Regions from separate parts of the Mus musculus genome. Here regions 1, 2 and 3 are each linked to region 4. A link is a contact called in public HiChIP or PLAC-seq and promoter capture Hi-C data. All regions are on one chromosome and are shown on one strand. The core of a region is the stretch at or near the end of the contact, and the rest is flanking DNA. Distances in the headings are between cores, read along the strand shown. Region 1 holds the start of Kcnk6 (potassium inwardly-rectifying channel, subfamily K, member 6). Region 2 holds the start of Fam98c (family with sequence similarity 98, member C). Region 3 holds the start of Ryr1 (ryanodine receptor 1, skeletal muscle). Region 4 holds the start of Sipa1l3 (signal-induced proliferation-associated 1 like 3).

Evidence for each region. Promoter capture Hi-C pulls out the DNA fragments that hold promoters and counts their contacts. HiChIP or PLAC-seq counts read pairs in DNA pulled down with a chosen protein or histone mark. Capture Hi-C pulls out chosen DNA fragments and counts their contacts.
Region 1: a promoter capture Hi-C map of the HPC-7 cell line shows a contact between it and region 4. The contact joins the promoter of Kcnk6 here to the promoter of Sipa1l3 in region 4. A contact is called at or near these places in 6 of 39 promoter capture datasets (the HPC-7 cell line, cranial neural crest, embryonic stem cells and 2 more), 13 of 484 Hi-C or Micro-C datasets (CD4 T cells, CD8 T cells, the G1E-ER4 cell line and 9 more), 9 of 115 datasets of contacts at active chromatin or transcription factors (bone marrow-derived macrophages, embryonic forebrain, embryonic stem cells and 4 more) and 2 of 9 other capture datasets (adipose tissue and liver).
Region 2: a promoter capture Hi-C map of pancreatic islet shows a contact between it and region 4. The contact joins the promoter of Fam98c here to the promoter of Sipa1l3 in region 4. A contact is called at or near these places in 5 of 115 datasets of contacts at active chromatin or transcription factors (the SCID.adh cell line, embryonic midbrain, embryonic stem cells and 2 more) and 3 of 9 other capture datasets (embryonic stem cells, liver and pancreatic islet).
Region 3: a contact with region 4 is called in a FOXA1 HiChIP or PLAC-seq map of pancreatic cancer cells. The contact joins the promoter of Ryr1 here to the promoter of Sipa1l3 in region 4. A contact is called at or near these places in 6 of 39 promoter capture datasets (cranial neural crest, frontonasal cranial neural crest, liver and 2 more), 4 of 484 Hi-C or Micro-C datasets (the N1E-115 cell line, double positive thymocytes and embryonic stem cells) and 3 of 115 datasets of contacts at active chromatin or transcription factors (T-cell acute lymphoblastic leukemia, embryonic forebrain and pancreatic cancer cells).

The regions. Positions count from the first base shown.
Region 1 is chr7:29,231,258-29,233,957 of GRCm38.p6, forward strand. Kcnk6 (potassium inwardly-rectifying channel, subfamily K, member 6) reads right to left here and starts at 1,265. Exons shown (of 3, transcript NM_001033525.3): 1 at 905-1,265. The coding sequence starts at 1,226.
Region 2 is chr7:29,154,752-29,157,500 of GRCm38.p6, forward strand. It overlaps Fam98c (family with sequence similarity 98, member C), which reads right to left and starts at 1,459. Exons shown (of 8, transcript NM_001146023.1): 1 at 1,379-1,459; 2 at 1,134-1,279; 3 at 924-1,058; 4 at 401-606. The coding sequence starts at 1,419.
Region 3 is chr7:29,123,708-29,126,407 of GRCm38.p6, forward strand. It overlaps Ryr1 (ryanodine receptor 1, skeletal muscle), which reads right to left and starts at 1,444. Exons shown (of 106, transcript NM_009109.2): 1 at 1,258-1,444. The coding sequence starts at 1,308.
Region 4 is chr7:29,504,126-29,506,825 of GRCm38.p6, forward strand. Sipa1l3 (signal-induced proliferation-associated 1 like 3) reads right to left here and starts at 1,335. Exons shown (of 23, transcript NM_001081028.1): 1 at 1,169-1,335.

The DNA.
Region 1 (2,700 bases), core at 15-2,514, 270 kb before region 4:
GGACAGCCAATCAGCCAATGGTTCTTCCTTGAGGACGCTCTGGGTTCGCGCCATTCTTACAGCCCGCTGTAGGAGCTGCTGATCCAGGAATCTGAGTCTAGAGTGGAAAACATTGGGAGAATCCCAACAACTCAGGGGAGGTGTAAAGATGGGTGGAGGAGCCCTGTGTTAGAGTAGGAAGTCCAGGAGAGGGGGGGAGGGGGGGACCTTCAGTCAGTCTGTTAGTCCCCGGACCAGGGATCTTGCTGGAGAGTGCCCAAAGCGGAAGGGATCCTAGAACCGGTCTCAGGTCAGGCTAAGGTCTCTTCCTAGAAGACAGACCTCCAGTAATGTTGCCCTGCTATTACTGACTAGCATGCATGAAGGCCTGAGTTCAACTCACAGTTCACTGGGGCACTGAGTTCAGGAGGAAGTTAAAGTGGGCTGTTCCAGAAAGGACCTATCTGGAGCCAGAAGACAAGGCTGGAAGAGATGGTGTGCCAGCCCTATTGTAACACAGCCCCCGAGGTTAGACACCCAAGGAAAGCCCTACCAAGGCCCTTGCCAATCATCTATGATAATCCTAGGATTAAGACAAGAGTGAGCCAGGCTGGTGACCCACACCTGTAATCCCAGCATTTAGGAGGCTGAGACAGGAGGATGAAATTCCAAGCCAACCTGCGCCTAAAGGTACATGCTATCTCAAAACCAAACAAAAAGGCACCAAAGGGGATGCTGTCTGAGAAAGTATTCCAAGGGAACTGGGGTGTGTAGTACGAGGGCTCTCCAAATGAGGCAGCTGTGGCCAGTGTGGGTCAGTTGGGAATGGAGGTTGTTCTGAGAGCACCAGGACGATTGGGATGAAGGTGTATGTTAAGGGGTCCGGACACTATCTGGGACTGGGTGATGGATAGCACTCACTTACCCACGGTGGTGACAAGCGTGCTGGCGAAGAAGAGCGCCGAGGCGAAGTCCCACGCAGGGTCCGAAGCGTTGGCAGCTCCCGAGGCGTTGGCGAGCGCTGCGCGCCCCAGCCGTCCGGCCGCCAGCACCCGCTCCACGAAGGCATCCAGGGCGTGAGCCGCCACGCACGGGCTGTGCTGTAGCAGCTGCTCCCGCAGGGTCCCCAGTTCTGCCCGCAGCCGGGCTTCGTGAGGCCGCTCCAGCCGCGCCACAAGCAGCGCGCCCAGCGCCAGGTACCCGGCGTAGGCGGCCAGGGCGCTAGCCAGGAGCGCGCCCCGCCGCATGGTGCCCGTACAGCCCCGACACCCGCTGACGTGGCCCCCGCCGGCCCACCGCCCGAGGTCCGCTTTTAGTTCCGGGAGCTCCAGGCGCGGCCACCGACGCCCCGAAGAGGAAGAGGAAAAGGAAAAAGGGGGAGGAGCGGGGCTGGCGGAACGCCCTGACGCTGGGAAACTGAGGCACGCCCAAACACCTGGTGTAGGTACAGGGACACCGGAGGGTGGAGTTCGACGCTCCGGGATCGGGGAGTCAAATGGGATGGGAAGGGCTGCGGAGTCCTTTCCTGCCTGAAGTTCCTTGCAACTCTCCTCCTCGCGACTCCTTAACTCAGATCTGAAACTCTCCTCCGAAGTGGGAGCTTTCTGTTTGTAACCTTTTTTTTTTTTTTTTTTTTTTTCTCGAGACAGGGTTTCTCTGTGTAGCCCTGGCTGTCCTGTCTCACTCTGTAGACCAGGATGGCCTGGAACTTAGAAATCTGCCTGCCTCTGCACTGTACCCAGTGTTTGCTTGAGGCACTAAGACGTGGGATAAGTTGTGGGTGGGTGGGAGGGGCCTACGATTTCGGAATAATTGACCAGGAGTCAGGGGGCATTGTTGGAAGACCTCTGTCTCAATAAATAAACAATACATTGCTTACTTTCATGGTGGCGCACCCCTTTTATCCAGCACTCAGGAGGCAGAGGCAGCTATATTTCTGAGTTCAAGCCAGCCTGTGTACATAGTAAGTTCCAGGGCTACATAGTAGGACACAGTCTCAAGAAACACAGAACACACACAAAAATGAGCAAATAAATTTCGGATGTGGTTGTGGTGGCTTGCACATAATAACCTTAACATTTGAGCAATAGACTGGGCCATCACCGGCTCCAGGCCAACCTGGGCTACCTAGTGAATACCTGTCTCAAAAGGTGTGGTGGAGTGGCTGGAGAGAATAGCTAAGAGTATTAGTTGCTTCTGCAGATGACCTGGATATAGATATGTATATAGATATGTATATATCTATATCCAGGGTAGGGACTCCCTTTTCCTGGAGGCTGAGATGTTCCTACGTACATTAGAAAAGTTAAAGGTAGAGCAGCAAAGCCCCGTCTCAAAACAAAACAAAAACCAACAACAAACTAGTAAGTAGCCTAGGGGGTGGCTCACTTCTTTAATCCCAGCACTTGGGAGGCAGAGACAGAGGCAGATGGATCGCTCTGTGAGGGAAGCTTGCTCTACAGAGGGAGTTCCAGGTCAGCCAGGGTGACAAAGTGAGACATTGTCTCAATAGTAAATTAATAGGTAAAACTGAAAGCAGGGTTTCCCTTATTTTTCTCCTGTAGGTCCCCTCACGTCCCTCTATGACGTGGACTCAGTGCTCTCCTTACTGCTGTGTGGAGGGCAGACCAGAATCCTCCCACAACCAGACCGCAGCTCTGATACACGCAACAAGCTCTATTTATAAAACTGTGGTAATTCTTGGGACAGAGCCCAATTTAG
Region 2 (2,749 bases), core at 209-2,708, 350 kb before region 4:
CTCTAGTTTCCCTCAACCCTGTGAACCTGGGTCTCAGAAGTGTTAACGACTTTTGCCAACTTGACAATTGCTATTGGATATAGGCGTGCCCAGCCCACTCTGGGCCTGGGCTGTATAAGAGGTAGCTGAACAAGCCGGGAGGCATGTGCTAGTAAACGGTTGTCCTCCATGGCTGGCTTGAGGCTTGGGTTCCTGCCTCAGTTTCCTTCAACGGTGGGCTGTAACTTGTGAAGGGAAACAAACGGTTTCCTCCCCTAAGCTGGCTTTGGTCAGTGTTTTATCACAGCAAAAAGCAAATTAGAACGAATGGCCACTGTCGATGGGTCATCCTTTTTAGAGCTGGTTTTGAAAACAGGCTCCTTTCCACAAGTAAGGTACCTCAGGAGGAGACTCTCTCTACCTTGTCATGAAACTCCCGAAGTAGCTGGCTAGCCAGGGTTCCACGCAGGGGTCTGGGGAGCCCCAGGGCTTGAAGAGTTAGCGTCAGTTCCTGAACAACGCCATTCGCCTTCTTTGTCCCTTCTCCAAAGGATGGCACAGGGCTAGAATCCCGCTGGAGCCTTAGATGCAAGAGGCGGGCAGCCTGGAGCTCAGAGCAAAGAAACCCTAAAAAGAGGAGTAGATCCCTACCCAACCAGAACCTTGGCCCTTCCCCCAGAGTAAGCCTCACCCACCGACAATGGGGGATGTGGGTCCACTTCAGAACCACCCAACTGGCGTTTAACTCAACGCATTAAAGTTTTCAGAGGCCTCTGTCAGAATTCAAGCCAAGCCTTAATTAACCCTAGCCTATCTACCTGCGGCCTTCAAGCTCGCCGCAAAGCTTTGGCCACACCCACGGGAGTCCAGTCTGAGCGTCAGAGCCCGCCCCATTCAGAGGCCCCGCCCACCGCCACCACCCTGGGCCTTCCAAGCTCGCTCACGCAGCAGACGCAGGCCGCCGCCGGGCTCCCGCAGCACGGTGGCGCAGTCTCCGCCGCAGAGCGCGCGATCCGGGCAGTGCAACGCCCGCAGCCAGCCGGCCAACTGCCGCAGGAACTCTTCCTCTGTGTCCGGGCCTGCGGGAGGAAGAAGCCATCAGGAAGCAGCGGGTTCCGCGGCTCTACCCGCCGTCCACCCAGCTTCTCACGCACCGTGGCCGGCGCCCAGCACTGCGGTGCCCTCCTCTCGCCGCTCCAGAGCTCCCAGAGCCGTCAGCTCGGCCGCCAGCCGCGCGCACAGCGCCCTGAAGTCTGCACACGCGGGACCCCGAGACGCCCCCTCCGGGAGGGCATCGTACCTGCGGCGGGGCACGCGTCAGTGCGAGTCCCTCTGCGTCCGCGTCCCCAGGCGAGTGCGCCCTTCCCGTACCCCCAGGCCACACCACCGAATCTTTTACCCCAGTGTCAGAAGGTCACCCGCTACCATGGCCCCATCCATGGCAACTCCGTCTGCGGACCCGGTGCGCGCGCCCCCTTCCGCCAGGGAAAGGCTCCGCCCCCTCTTCCCTCCGCCTCCTCTCTCCCGCTGCTATCCAACCATATTCTCGTGCGAAGGCGCTTCCACGCTCCTATTGGCTTGGTCGCGCGCCACGCGCACCCTTCAGGTAACTTGTCCAGTGTAAATTTTATAGCTTGAGGTTTGGATCTACGAGGTCGCAGGAGGCTCGGGTGTCCCTACTGTCCGACTCTCAAGAAAAAAAAAAAAAAAAAAAAGCAAAAAGCAACTTATTTAACTTTTATACTTTTGGAGGCAGGGTCTCGATTTATACATTTATGTAGCTCAGGCTGGCTTCTTAGTCCTGCTTCCTCCTTCTGTTTGCTGGTTGACAGGCGTGTGACACGCCCAGCTGCCCTTTGTTCTTAGTGCACCCCAGACCGAAAGTCCCATCCGACTTGTTTTTCTTCCACTTTAGGATTAGATTTTCAGCACGTCTTCACATCCACTCTCCCACCTCAGCCAGACCCTCCTTCCACCTCACAGTGGGTCCAGTGTTAGCCAGACTCTCTGCCTCTGTAGGCCTTCGAAAGAAAAAGCAGATGCCATTGAGAAACTCCATCCTAAGGGGGAGGCAAGCCGATGGGACTGGGGTTGACTCCATTTGCCAGCTAATGTTTCTGCCAAACTGGTTTTTTCCATCTATGCGATTGGGATCCAAGGGCAATAAAGTATATGTTTTATGTGCCTGAATGTCGTGTGTGTGTATGTGTGTGTGTGTGTGTGTGTGTGTGTGTGTGCGTGTGCATGTGTGTGCGCGTACCTTGTGCCCACAGAAGTCAGAAGGCTTACAATCTCCTGCAACTGGACTTCCAGGACTTCCAGGTGGTCGTGAAGTCTTGTGTGGGTGCTGGGAACCAAACCCAAGTCTTCTGCTAGAACAAGTGCTCCTAACCACTGAGCCATCTCTCCAGCCATTAATATATTAAATGGAATCTGGCCTCACTAAGACCCTCCTATCTTAGCCCCCCAAGATCTGGGACTATAGGTTTGTGTCACACCCAATGTTTCAAGCACTCATTTTTTTTTTTTTTTAAGATTTATTTATTGTTATATGTAAGTACACTGTAGCTGTCTTCAGACGTACCAGAAGAGGGCATCAGATCTCATTACGGATGGTTGTGAGCCACCATGTGGTTGCTGGGATTTGAACTGAGGACCTTCAGAAGAGCAGTTGGTGCTCTTACCCACTGAGCCATCTCGACAGCCCCCTCAAGCACTCATTCTTAAAAGTGTGAGGATTATGGTCCATATGTTAAGGTGCATCCTTAGT
Region 3 (2,700 bases), core at 194-2,693, 380 kb before region 4:
CCCTCAAATCTCCCTGGGAGATAAAGATAGGGCCCTACCTCAGAAGATAGGGCAATGAGAATATAATTAGACACCTCAGGAGGCTGAGGCCCTGGGCACGGGGCCTGGTGCAGTGACTGCTCAGCAGCTGGGAGCCACAGCCATTGGCTTACTAGGGCAATGGAAAGCCATGGTGTAGGCTAAGGGGCTGGGGCTGGGGAGAGGCCCTCCTCCAGTGGCTTCACAGTCCAGCTGTCCCCATCCTTCATTACCAGCCCCAGCTGTTTGTTCCTCCCTCCCAAGAAACCGGACCCAGCCTACCAGGGTCCTATTCTGGGTCAGGAATGCTGCGTCAGCATTTCTGTGTGGACCCAGGACCTCGGGGGTGGGGGGTTGGGGGGGAGAGAGTGCAGGGTCAGCAGACCTGGCCCCAACAGAGACCATCTCCCATATCCAACCCCCATCTCAGCCCATGGGAGGATATGGTGGGAAGGACTAAGAAAAAGGCAGCCCCTCCCCCTCTTGTCCCCTCCCTGTCCCCTACCCAGAGCCCAGAAAAGAGGGCTATTCTGGGAGAGACACCTGTTGTCCCAAGTCCCATCCCTGCCCCCAGCTGGAGATCTGAGATTCAGAGAGACAGGATCAGAGGGACAGCCACACGCAGAAGGCTGAAGCCAAGGGCCAAGAGACAGAGACTCAGACATAAGATATACCAAGGAGCTGAGAAAGACTTCATCACCCAGGTACCCTCAGAGGCCATTAGCTGACATAGTTAAATCCTCCTCGCCAAAACCGAGGGGAAAAGTACATTGAAGCTCCAAGAGACCCCCAAGGAGACGGCCAAAGACTAGGAGTTGAAAAGAAAGGTGTTGTCCAGCCCACCCCAGCCCCCTTCCCAAGAATTTAAATAGGTCAGAGCCTGGAGCAAGAAGGGAATGAGGGCTGGGGTGGCGGTGGAGGACAGCTAAATTAAGCCCAAGAATTAGAACCACCTTCCTCAAGTGCCTGCTTCCAGAACGGCAGGAGGCGGGGTGCTTCCTCAATGACCCCAAATCTCTTATGTCAGGAGAGGGCGTCTGAGGATCCCACCCTCTCCTGCCCACTCGGTCCTCCTAAATCCTGCTAATTCTCCGTGGTCGAAAAGGTGATGAGAAAAAACGGAAAGACAAAGTGACCTCGGATTTCAGAGACCACCAGCAAGCAGGGAAGAGACAGAGAGACTCTCAGAAAAGTAAGCAAGAAATCACCCAAGACCTCCGGACCCAGACAAAAACGTACCGTCCGCAAAAACTGGACCTCGTCCTCGCCTTCACCTCCTCCATCACCCATGATGGCAATCCCCGGGTGTCCCGGGCTAGGGTCTGAGGATGGCGAGAGGGGGCTGCAGGCTTGGCGGGGAACCTGAGGGCGGGCTGGGGTCGGAGACCTCTAGGGAAGCCAGAGGCACCCGCGAGGGAGATGGAACTGCAGGAAGCATGCCCTGTGCGGGACACAATGAGAGAAGGTCCCCGCCCCACCGCACACCCATTGGGCAAGCATGGGACAAGCTACGCCCCTGTTCAGAACCCCGCCCACAGCACAAACTCTTGGTGGAAGGTGTTCGTTCTCTCCAGTGAACTGGGTGTCTAGAAAGTAGCTGAGTGGCCATGGTCACAGTGAGATATCATGTATATATTTGTTTGGCTGGCTCTCCCTTTACCCCTTCCTCTCTCCCTCCCCTTCCCCTCCCCCTCCGAGTGTCATGTACTTCAGAATGGCCTTAAACTCCACATGTAGTCAAGAGTGATCTTGAACCTCTGGCCCCATCTGATTTATGTAATGCCGTGGTTCAAACCCTAGATCACTTGCATGCCAGGCAAGCATTCTACCATTGGGCTACACCCTCAGCCTAGTTCCATCCCTTTCTTAATGGCTAAACTGAGCTTCACCCTTGCTGCAGAATCACACAGTTGTAGCTTGGATGCACACCACATCCCCTAACATTAAAAAAAAAATCACTTAGTACCAGACAGAGTGGTATGGCTTATCATCCAAGCTCTGAAGAGATTGAGGCAAGAGGATTGTAAATCTGGAGTTGGGACCGCATAATAAGAGCCTATCTCAGTGTCAACCAGCCAGACCCCCTGGAACTCCGGGGGACTGGACCACCAACAAAAGAATACACATGGAGGGACCCATGGCTCCGGCCGCATATGTGGCAGAGGATGGCCTTGTTGCACATCAGTGGGAGGAGTGGCACTTGGGCCTAAGGGTGTTCAATGGATGCCCCAGTATAGGAGAATGCTATGGTGGGAAGACAGGAGTGGGAGGGTGGATGGGGGAGCACCCCCATAGAAGCAAGAGGAGGGGGGATGGGATAGAGGGTTTCCGAAGGGGAGATCTGGAACAGGGAAAATTTTTGAAATGTAAATAAAGAAAAGGAAGAAAAAAAAAAAAAAGACCCTGTATCAAAACAGAGACAAAAACAGGGCTGCAGGCATGCCCTAGTCGATATAATGTTTATCTAGCTGTCACAAAGCCCCGGGTTCCATCCATAAACTGGGAGTGGCCATGTGAGTCTGTAATTCCAGCAAGCAGAAAGGATCAGAAACTCAAAGTCAACCTCAGCTCCCTAGCTGGAGGCCAGCCTGTGCTACCTGATACCCTGTCTCAAAACTGGGGGGCAGGGGCATGGGTGTGGGAGGGGGGAGAGAAAACACCAGCCTGACCTTGAACTCGCAA
Region 4 (2,700 bases), core at 85-2,584:
CACGCACAAATCCTCTCTTACTGAGATTACCCCACTATTCTCTAATTCGCTGGTACCACACTTTCTCTGTCATGCCATGTGCCCAAAATGCCCAAATGAGCCACTGTCAGCTTCCAGGCTGTGACGCCTGAAGGGATTGGGGGCCAGGAAGCCAGCAGCTTGAGGCTGACAGACCCCAAGAATGGCTGCATGACCACAGAGAGACCAGAGAGAGAGGTGACAGGTCACACCAACCACTGCCATGGCTTCCTGGAAACGCTGGTGGCACTCTAGTCAGTCCCAAGTGAGAACAGCTAGCCGTCCATCCACCAATGGGCCATCTAGTAGCATAAATTCATTCATGTCATAACTGAAGCTGCACCCCACCCCACCCCCGCTACAGGCTAGGCACTGTTCTAGAAGGACCAAGGCCTGGCCTGCGCTCCCAGGAAGCCAACAGTTGAGATGCAGGTGGAAGAAAAATCCAGCGAAGGAGGTGGCTCCAGGGTGACTGAGAGGAAGGCACCCTGGGTTGGGAACATCTGAGCAGAGACTTGAGGAGGGGGTGGCTTTGGAAGGCTAGTCCTGAGAACGGCTACGTGAGTGTGGGAAGGCAGGTGGACATGCCACCCCAACTACATCCACAGGCAGAGGACACAGCCAGGGAGAGGCCAGAGCAGGGAGCAAGGGGCCTGAGCTGCAGTCCACAGGCGCAGGGTCAGAGGAGCTGGGGCACTTGGCATGACAACTCAGTGGGTACTACCACTACTTCCTGTTTCCCCCAAAAGAGGAAACTGAGGCCCAGGAGGGTACAGGATTTACCAAGACCACACAGCATACATACTGGGCTGGGGCACCACAGCCCCTGGTAACAAAGTCTGCAGACAGCAGGGGCTCAGCTACAGTCATCTATTCTTTCCCTGGGAGTCCGTGGCCTCCATCTTCTCATTTGCTCAACACTGGGCCAACCTTTCTTCAGGTTAGGAACAGATAGGTAAACACTTCACAAGAGAAGAGGGGGTGAGAGAGAGAGAGAGGGAGAGAGAGGAAGGGAGGGAGGGAGGGAGGGAGCGAGGGAGGGGGAGAGAGAGAGAGAGAGAGAGAGAAGCTAGCTTTCCCTCAAAGAAGAATCAGATTATTAACTTTCTCTGGAAGGTGCTACCGAAGTGAGGAGACATCGCTCACCTACCAGGAGTCCCGGAACACAGCCGTGATCACACTCCAGGAAGGTGGCTACTAGGTTGGCCCCAGGTGTGGCTCCTGTCCCAGGTTTTCCCTAGGCAAGAGCCACCTGCCCCAGCTCCCTAGGCCGACCTGGGGTGGTGCCTCCTCCTGCGCTGTGGGTGTCTGGAATGCGGAAATAGGAACCAGCAGTGCCAGCTTCTAACGACTTATTCAGTGGCCTTCAGGCCACGCCAGCTTACCGGAGTTCCCCTGAGATGGCTGCTCTCTGCACACAGGCACATCCCCAAAGAGCCAGTTCTGCCAATATTCCCTTTGGGGAAGGGAAATAACAGGATTCCTTACTCATCAGACACGTGGTCTTGGGTCTGAATGAGTTTGGGAGAAAGCTCGGAGGTAACAAAGCCTGCCTGTTACAGGCCACCTGCTCGGTGCTGAGCCAGGGCTGGATCAGCGCCACAGCATCCCTGCCCTAAGCCCCGCAGCTTCATTCACAACCTTCCTACCCACAGGTGGGCCCCTCACCTCTGCAGACAGTGCCGGCTGCAGAGGCTGGAGGCTTAATGATTAAACCTTGTGGCAGACTCTTCCACCCAGCCTTGGAAGCACAGCTCTGGGAGGGTGCTGCTCTAAACACTACAGTCTCTCCAGGGCCTTTAAGTCGGAACTACGGTCACGCCTATTTTACAGATAGTGTTGAACAGAAGTCACAGGACGGAGGTCACATAGCAAGTGGGGGTTCAACCCAAGCAGTATATCTCAAGAGTCCAGCTTTTGACTGTTATGCGAATATGCCCTTGTGAAGAGTCTAGTGTCCACCCTGGGAGAGAAAGCCAGTGAGGTCATGGCTCTGGCCCATCAAACACTCAGTAACAGATGGAGCTCAATAGCTTATGACTATGATCTTCGAATTGGAAAAGTCAGACAGGATTTCAAGGTCATTCAAAGCTGCATAGTGAGTTCAGGGACCAACCTGAGCTACAGGAGGCTGTCACAAAACAAAAAAACAAACAGAAAAACAAAAACAACAACAACAACAACAACAAAACCCAAAGAACAACCAAAACAGTTCCATGACTCTCAGCTGTGTTATCACAGGCTGCTCACACCTGGGCCTTCAAAATGGAAAACACCTGGCTCACAGTTACAGCCTAAACTCCAGACTTAACCTCCAGACGTCTGATGGCAAAGTACAGACTCCCAGGTGTGATGCACCTGCCTGTACGCCCTGCATTTGGGAGACTGAGGCAAGAGGAACTGCTGCAATAAGGCCAGACTGGCTATCAGCATCAAACCCTGGCTCAGAAGAGCCAAATGAAGCCGGGCAGTGGTGGCACACACCTTTAATCCCAGCACTTGGGAGGCAGAGGCAGGAGGATTTCTGAGTTCGAGGCCAGCCTGGTCTACAGAGTGAGTTCCAGGATAGCCAGGACTGCACAGAGAAACCCTGTCTCGAAAAAACAAGCAAACAAACAAACACACACATACAAAAAAAAAAAAAAAAAAAAACCCCGAAGAGCCAAATTAAAACTCTTACTA